3 separate regions of the Mus musculus genome follow, and all the other regions are linked to region 1. Evidence: chromatin contacts called from public HiChIP or PLAC-seq data. All regions are on one chromosome and are shown on one strand. The core of a region is the stretch at or near the end of the contact, and the rest is flanking DNA. Distances in the headings are between cores, read along the strand shown.

Region 1 (2,700 bases), core at 63-2,562:
TGTCCACCTGTGTCCCACCTTCCAACTTGCAGCCTCGAGGACCGAAGGGTTAATAGCCTCAGGCTTCGAGGGCCTGAGTGGGGGAGGTGCCCCACAAATGGAGTATTGTTGTGTTGTTGACTGATCTGGCTTTGTTTGAGTCTTCAGTGTTTGACTTCCTGCACTTAGTACCCCATGTGCTTAATCTCTGGAGAGATTTGTGGTCTTCTTCTGCAAGGTGCTTACCTCCTGGGGCTGGGGCCTGGGTCCTCCCCCATCCGGAGCCTTCTAAGTTTTGCGGGGAAGGTACATTTTCATGGCTAAGGCCCCCCAGCAATCAGGAATGAGAGAAATGCAGCAAGTGTGACCCACACGCGGAACTGGTTCTGAATAGGACCGTTTATTGAAGAGGTTTCAGCAGGAGGCAGCGGGCGCTTTAATTCCCGAGGTTGTTGGTGGCAGTTCGTTGCTTGCCCAGCCCGAGCCTGTTAACTGCTGGGCTGCCGAACTCCGGAGAGAATGCCGCTCCCCAGTCCCTGGCCACCTTCCCGGGACTGCTCTCTGTGTTGGGATGGGAGCCCTTTTGAGGAAAGCGGTAGGTAGCCTCTGAGACCCGGCCAAGGGTGGCTGAGTGGGGTGCAGCTGGGACTCTGAACCTCGCCTGGCAACCTCTGGGGAACATGAGCAGCCACAGGCTTGTGGCCCAGGGCTTTTGAGGCTCCCCTGGAGGTTCAGAAATGGAGGACCACACCGGGTTCAGTGTAGAAAAGTGACTTCTATTTACCTTGCCTGGGTGCTTCCAGTAGGTTTGGCCATGTGACTCGCAGACAGCTCTGTGGCTTTTGGAGTGCTTTGCTTGGGGACTTCAGAGGTCTTCTCTCAACATTCACGGATGGGTGGCTAGAGAAGGTCCTGTGTGATCACACTGTCCCCATACACGCATACATACACACATGCATAATGGGAAAACAGTGTCTTTTTCCCAGAATCCACAGGGGGTGGTGATGTTGATTGTTCTAGATGAAATCAAGCGGCACCATTGGTAGGGGAGGTAACAAGTGGGTCCTGGATACCCTAATGGGTGTCAGGCCGGGTGGAGCCAGCACCTACCATCTGTGTAGCTCTAGGAGGCAGGTGCAGGGAGCCGGGGGCAGATCCTTGCTCAGACTTCACTACTTCTTTCTCTTGTGTGTCAAGGCCTCCCTCTTCATGGAGTGGACTGCCACCGGAGCTGCCGTGCCCTGTGTACTCTGTAGCCTCTGGGGTTTGGTAACAGGTGAGGGAACTGTCGAAATTCTGGTCTTTGTGTGCTCCTCGCTGAGGGAGAAGTTTCCTCTCTCTCTGCTGGAAACTGGTTGGATGAGTTTCCTTTAGGCCTGTCTGGCTGAGGCCTCTTAGCCAGGGTGTGAGGGACTGGGGGATGGGAGCAGGTGTTGTGGGTGGAGTGGCTTTCAGAGCTGCGGCAGGCACCGCAGGGTGAGGCGCTGGATTTGACGATCTGCCTGTCTGTGAGGATTTACACTTGTGTGCAAATCCCTAAGGTCTGCCTTGGAAAAGCCACTCCCCTAGCCTCTGGGCTAGGATCGTATGGTCCTGGTGGAGGCCCGGGCAGAAGTAGGGGTGGATTGTGGAGAAGCCACGGAGGAGGAAGTTGGTGTTTTAACTACATCAGTCCAGGAGAGAGCGTGTCTTGTACGGTTGTTTCTGTACCTGGAGGCTCATGCTTAGAATTAGGAAGGAGCCAAGACTGAGGGAGATACCGTGCTGGCAGCCTCACCCCCCACTTCTGACAAGTGTGGGAAAGAAAGGTAAAAGATGGGGTGGGGGGTATCCCTTTGATGTTAAGATTCATATGGACCCTTCCTCCGCCCAGATGAGAGCTATAAGCCCCTATTCCTAGAGGGAGATTCCCCTCCAGCTAAGACTGGAACCTCAGTGGTCCCTGTTGGATAATAGCCTCAGGTAAGGAGGAATTGCATTAAGCTGTTTGGGTGATGGCTCTTACAGTCCCTTTCAACCCTACCTCTACCCCATTCTAGAAAGGTCACATACAGCCCAAACTGGACACACACTCCCTGTGTAGCTAAGAATAGCTTTGAACCTCCAGTCTTTTGTTTCCACCTCTGGTTTTTATGTAGTACTAGCTATCAAACTCAATCTTTCCTTCAGGCAAGCACTTTAGCAACTGGACAACATCCCAGCTCTTCCTGCCTTCCTGAAACACCTAATTTACACATTGCTTCGAGTCACCTTGATTTTTGGGTCACGCATCTTCCCTCTGTGCGTGAGTCGGGGTAGATCTTAACTCCTTTCTGTGGAGTGATCTCTGGGGTACTCCCCCCAAGCCCCCACCTCACTCCCTACCTCACTCCCTAGATATCAGCTGTGGAATGTCTGCAGGTCCTGGGTCTCTACCTTCCTTTCAAACACATCTTGGCCCCGTGGGCACCTGAGCTGCAGTCTGAGTCTCAAGTGGTGCCTTTTGAGGGCATATTCTCCCATCTCATCACCTGGGGCCTGTTTCCACCTGTCTCTGTTGCTTGATCCTCCAGATCTGCCCTGGTTGTCCTTTCTCACAAAGCAAGTCAGGTGCTCCCAGGCCCTGCTTCCCAGGCCTTGCTGCTCCAGCTGTCCTGGATGCTCTCCCTTTAAAGGGAATCCAGCTTTGCTGACCCCCTTTGGATCTCTTCTTTGCCTGGCTTTCTCCTCATTTGTGACTCA
Region 2 (2,700 bases), core at 99-2,598, 330 kb after region 1:
ACAGGAGGGCAGATCTCTATGAGGTTGAGGCCAGCCTGGTCTACAGAGCGAGTTCCAGGATAGCCAGGGCTACACAGAGAAACCCTGTCTCAAAAAAACAAAAACAAAACAAAACAAAAAAAAAAAAACCAAAAAAACAACCAAACCAACAAAACAAAACAAAATCTTCTCCAGTTTTGTCAGCCCCTAGACCCCCAGAGCTAGTGGAACATTCTAGATGGGCTAGGCCTGTCCTTCATTATTTGATCACAGCCTGCTTTCTCCTGACTCCCTTTACTTGGAGATCAAAGTCAGTTTGGCCAGAGGACCAGGACTTGAATCCCAGAGGGCACTAAACAGAGTAAATCTTAAAGCATGATCCTAAGAGCCATGAGATGATGGAAGGGCCTAAGAGCCGTGTGGGGGTAGAAAAGGCTGTGACCAGCAGGGAGGGCTCCCATCTCCCTGCCTCCCTTTACAAAGGATAGCACTGCCTTTAATTGACTTTTATTTCAGAGTTCGATGTTTGATGTGTGTGTGTGTGTGTGTAGGGGTTTTCCAAGCCTAGCATAGGTAACCCGGGTAACACAGCCGACACCCCAACTCTGGCATTTACTTCTTTTATAACCTGGAGAAAATGAGTCTCCCCAGACCTTGTTGATGTACTTTAAACATATAGAACCTGTAACTGGTACCACCTGCCCTGTGGAGCACGGGCTGCTCAGCTGTCATGTTTGACTTGAATTAGGATCAAGGTCTGTGCACGCATCACCTCCAGAAGCCTTTGCCCTGTCTCCAGACACACTCATCTTTCTCCGGGTCCTCCGAGCACCTAACAGGTGCTTTGCTAACCTCGTTCCGGGAAGACACTGGGTAACTCAGGCTTATGTGTCTACTGCGTCTTTCTCTAAGATAGCCATGCCAGTCAGTATTCCACGTGCTGAGCACCCCAAGACTCACAATCAGTTTCTGACATCGACATGCCCCCAGTGTCTAAGGTCTGGCACAAGCAGATACCAAATATTTGCTGAATCTGTAAATGAGTGAATTCAGGAAATGTCCTTGTGAGAAGGAAGATGTGTTTCCTTGTCTGCAGAGGGAAACCAGCAGCAGTTAACTGCCCTGTGTGTAAGTTCTCTGCTCAGCCTTGCTTGGACTCCTGCAGCAGGGACTTAAGAAGAGTTTAAGACTTGTTCCCTGTTGTTCTGTTGTCACAGATGAAAGCACCCTTCTTTTGCTGATTGTTGTCCGAGGGAGCGAGAGTGCCTGCCTCCTCCTCCCCTTGCTAGGCTTCAGGAACTAAGACAGATGTAGCCTTGTCACAGGACCTTGGAGCGACTGACTAAAGGGTGTGTTTTCTCCCGGTCCCCCTCAGTGTCTGGATGCCAGCCGCCCCTGGCTCTGCTACTGGATCCTGCACAGCCTGGAGCTCCTTGACGAACCCATCCCCCAGATAGTGGCCACAGAGTGAGTTCTGGCTTTGGGGAGCCTGGGGTATACTTTGGAATCGCGTCCTGGATTTGGAATTCCTTTTGCTCCTGTTTTATTTGATGTAAACGGGGAGAAAACCTTGTTACAGAGAAACCCTTGCCCTTCCCTTGACCTCCAGCAACTTCCGGAAACTCCTCCACACAGAAGCTCTGCTCTAAACTGGTGGGTAGAGCAACTCTTTCAACTTCCAGAGGAGGTCTGGGATGTTTTTTCTTCATTCCGTCTTTCTCTCCCTCCCTCTCTTCTACTCCCTCCCTCTTTTCCTCTCCCTCTCCACCTTCCCCCTCTATTTTTATTTTATTTTATTTTTTTAAAGACAAGGTGGTGTCGGTCCAGGCCTTTAATCCCAGCTCTTGGGAGGCAGATGTCTGTGAGCTGAAGGACAGCCTGGTCTACATACAGCCAGGGCTACATGGAGAAACCTTGTCTCCAACAAAACAACAGTAAAAACAAACAAACAAAAAAACCCACCAAAACCAACCAAACAAAAACCCCCATTTACTCAGATAAGGAAAGTCTCTGTGTGTAGCTGCTTTGAACTCACTCTATAGACCAAGCTGGCCTCCAACTCACAGTGATCCTCCTGCCTCAGCCTCCCATGTACTCTGGCTTTGACCTTTGAGAAGAAGTCCTCACCATCATGCCTGACAGTTATGACGAAACGCCACGGAAAGCATGTACTACTGTGAATCAAAACACTCTTACCTTCCTTACACACCTCCATGGAGGTGTAAAGGCTGGGAACAGGCCAGCTCTCCACAGGACTAGGTGGGTAACTGTCTTGGGTACCAGTGCCGTGTGAGACTCACAGTCTCATTGACCTCTGATTGATGACAAGACATGTGAGCAACGTAGCGGTGCCCCACACTGCTGGTGCAGGTGCAGCTTGTAAAGTGGCACCTCGTGCTCATCACGGGTCGTATTTTAAGAAAAACAAACACAAAAACTGACCCTGCCCCCAACCTTGAAAATACCAGACCTAGGAAAGGACGGCCAGGAACTGAATCTAAGGGGTTTACTGAGAGCGTGTCTTCTGGGCTGTGTGCCCCCACTCCCTTGTACTCTGGAGGGCAAGGAGTTTGGGAAGCAAGTGTCCTGAGCCAGGTTTGGTTTTCCCACAGCAGAAGGTAGCAGCTGTGCCAAGACTCGTGGAGGCTCGCTGGAGCCCTCCCTAGTCCCAGAGCCCCTGCCTTGGTCACATTGTCAGGTCAGAAGAACAGAACTTACATT
Region 3 (2,700 bases), core at 183-2,682, 400 kb after region 1:
AGCACATGCGTGATTGTTTTTCCTGTTTGGTTTTTAATGTTTAGAATTCACTAATTCTGAGTAGACATGCCTCTTCTGAACAGGCGGGACAGAGTAGTGGGGCAGGACAAATTGTGGCTGCAGGGACTAAGAAGGTTAGCTATTCTATACATACACGCAGCAGCATGGAGAGCCAAGGTAGATGCTGAGCAGCCTTACCAGTTCTTCTTGCAAACCCATGTTTACACACAGGACTAAGAACAGCCAGTGAACAGAAACAGCGAGCGGCAGCTCACAGTCTGGGGAACTGATGCACAAAGCTCTGTCTTAACAGACGTTAGTTACCTTGTAGGCAATAGTCAGAATTTGACCTAAGTCTCAGGTACTCTCTTGTTTTAGGAACAGAGGCAGTTGTAGCACTAATTTTAAAAGGTCAAGAGAACTTTTTCAGAGACAGAGTTACCATGGAGAGAAAAACCAAAGATGAGGACAGGCCTTGGGGAGAACCACTGATCTGCCTTCAAGGATAACTCCAGTGAAGGTGGTTTCCTCAAAGTAGAGTCAAGGCCCAATGGTGAGCCACTTCCACACAGGCACAGGCTTGGGCAGAAAAGCAATGGCTGAAGACCAGTCTTTTTGGTTAAAAAGTGAGACACAAAATCAATCACACAAACAGTAACAACCACCACCAGCTTGTAGTAGTAACAACATCAGAGAACACTTTTCCACAGGTGAGAACTAAACAGGCTCCTACTAGAGAAGAAATGCTGGGTGATTCAGAACCCGAACAGCCAACTCCCATAGCGCTGCCTCGTAAGAAACCCAGAAAGGGGGAAAAATACAAGGTACAATGGAGAGGACTCCGGGTTTGACAGCAGGTGGCCGGAGGGGAGGTCAATCACATCTAGGGCTACATGCCTTTCTCTAAAAGCAGCAACCTATTCATGTGTCTTGGCAGAAATTTCACAAAAGGACTCAAAGGCTTCCAAAGAAGGTGATTCTAACTACAATCAAGGCTCCCGTGATTCCTGAGGTTCATCAACACAGACGCGTCAGCCTTCAGACAGGGCCAGTGAGCCGGCACAGTGGGTGGGACTCAGTAAAAGAGAACCAACTTCCAAACACTGTCTTCCTCCGGCTACCACCTGCTGCCCAACACAAGTTAGAGCAACAGCCCCACATCTCTACTTCTCTATCTTATCACACTTTACCTCTTTTTATATAAAAAGCCAAATTAGTTTAGACAATAGAGGTAAGAGGCAAGGTAGGGCATAGTAAGCCTAGATCATTAACATCAGGAGCACCTCTGCCCTTCCCAGAGGGCCTAAAGCCCAGCAGCTACACCCATCCCCAGTCCGCAGTCAGATGCTCGCTGGCGGCCATTACACTTGCTGTACCGCCAATGCTTGGGAGGCAGAGGAGGAACGCGGAGCTTGAGGCCAGGCTGCTTTACAAAGTCCCTGCCTTGAAGAACCTTAGGCGGGGGAGGGGCAGGCAAATCTGGGGTACAGTTCTGTTGACTAAGCCACTTTCTGGAAATGAAAATTTACAAATGTGCACAACAAATGCCAGTGCCCTCTAAGTAGTTCACTCTAAAATGGAACCCATCAGTGGGGGCAAGGGAGGCGGCAGTCTGTGCCATTTCTTAAAGGCTTTGTGCTTTCAGGCTCTTGACAGACCTGGCTGACTGTGGTGTGGCAGAGATGACAGACCCTGCAAAGATTCTTTTCAAACCTTAAGGGCTAACTGTGCTGTTGGGACCCTTAGAGAAGGCGCAGCACTTCCCATCAAACAGCCCATGAAGAACAAGTACAGCACATAGTTTCCTCAAGAGGAAACAGATCTACAGGAACAACATGCATTTACCTTCAAAGGTAATAAATAAAATTTTAAAGCAATTACTAGTTTCTTGACTACTAAGTTAGTCTTCCTCTAAGGCTCAGTGATGTTGAAACTGAGAGACAGTCAAACTCTAGGTAAAGACTCCAGAAAGCACAAAGAGAGAATGAGATGGAAGCCATCTTCCTGGAAGTATCTTTGCAACACAGAGCACAGCCAGTGGCTAGCAGCCTTCACTTAGCACCTGAGAGGTACTCTGTATTTGGGAATGGCCAAATACATCATGCTGGTCATCACTACTTTAGATATAAAATGTTAAGACGTGTACAAACCCCAAACTGGTCAACAGAAACAACCCAATGGCTAAACATGAATGACTCATCTTTTGGGGAAAACTAAGGTCTGTAAATGAAGCAAGCTATTAACACTTTACCCACAGCAAGTACGCCTAGACCAGAGCAGAGCAATAGGTGTCCTTGCTTCTTAGAGGTTATCATTTCTATGCATGAGGAGTGGGGATTCTCATGTAGCCCAGGATAGTAGCCTCAAACACATCCAATTGAGGCTGACCCTGGTACACACCACCACACCATGCTGGGGAAGGAACCCAGAATGTCGGGCATGTTAGGCAAGCTCTCCACCTATGGAGTCCCATCTACAGTCTCTGGGTTAAAAATTTTAAAAATGGGTTATAGTGGAGAAAAATGAGACAAGTCTGACGTTTACTTTAAGGTGGCAACCATTTCAGTCACATTAAACTGAAGGGCAACATAGGGAGTAAAGTTTACTACACTACTCGGTGTGGTCCCACATTAGCCACAGCACTCACACACAATCAGTCTGCACTGCAGTGACCACAAGTGTGTGTGTGATATTTTTAAT

What was found. HiChIP or PLAC-seq counts read pairs in DNA pulled down with a chosen protein or histone mark.
Region 2: an H3K27ac HiChIP or PLAC-seq map of embryonic stem cells shows a contact between it and region 1, with 10 read pairs. The contact joins the enhancer-like site here to the promoter of AI463170 in region 1. A contact is called at or near these places in 1 of 39 promoter capture datasets (embryonic stem cells), 1 of 15 datasets of contacts at CTCF or cohesin (the NIH/3T3 cell line), 1 of 484 Hi-C or Micro-C datasets (embryonic stem cells) and 5 of 115 datasets of contacts at active chromatin or transcription factors (effector CD8 T cells, embryonic stem cells and pancreatic cancer cells).
Region 3: a contact with region 1 is called in an H3K27ac HiChIP or PLAC-seq map of embryonic stem cells, with 5 read pairs. The contact joins the enhancer-like site here to the promoter of AI463170 in region 1.

Annotation. Positions count from the first base shown.
Region 1 is chr12:76,546,613-76,549,312 of GRCm38.p6, forward strand. It overlaps AI463170 (expressed sequence AI463170), which reads right to left and starts at 1,313. Exons shown (of 3, transcript NR_046044.1): 1 at 1,090-1,313; 2 at 764-879; 3 at 360-559. All of the region lies in intron 1 of Plekhg3 (pleckstrin homology domain containing, family G (with RhoGef domain) member 3), which reads left to right.
Region 2 is chr12:76,873,678-76,876,377 of GRCm38.p6, forward strand. Fntb (farnesyltransferase, CAAX box, beta) reads left to right here. Exons shown (of 12, transcript NM_145927.2): 4 at 1,355-1,446. Among named protein-coding and RNA genes, the nearest start is that of Gm46357, 7.2 kb to the left of the region's middle. Within about 2 kb of position 1,349, at least 23 of the 459 cell types and tissues checked have an H3K27ac peak or open chromatin away from gene starts, as enhancers often do. A contact at or near this core is called in embryonic stem cells, where this site is marked.
Region 3 is chr12:76,943,814-76,946,513 of GRCm38.p6, forward strand. All of the region lies in intron 2 of Max (Max protein), which reads right to left. Among named protein-coding and RNA genes, the nearest start is that of Max, 17 kb to the right of the region's middle. Within about 2 kb of position 1,433, at least 9 of the 459 cell types and tissues checked have an H3K27ac peak or open chromatin away from gene starts, as enhancers often do. A contact at or near this core is called in embryonic stem cells, where this site is marked.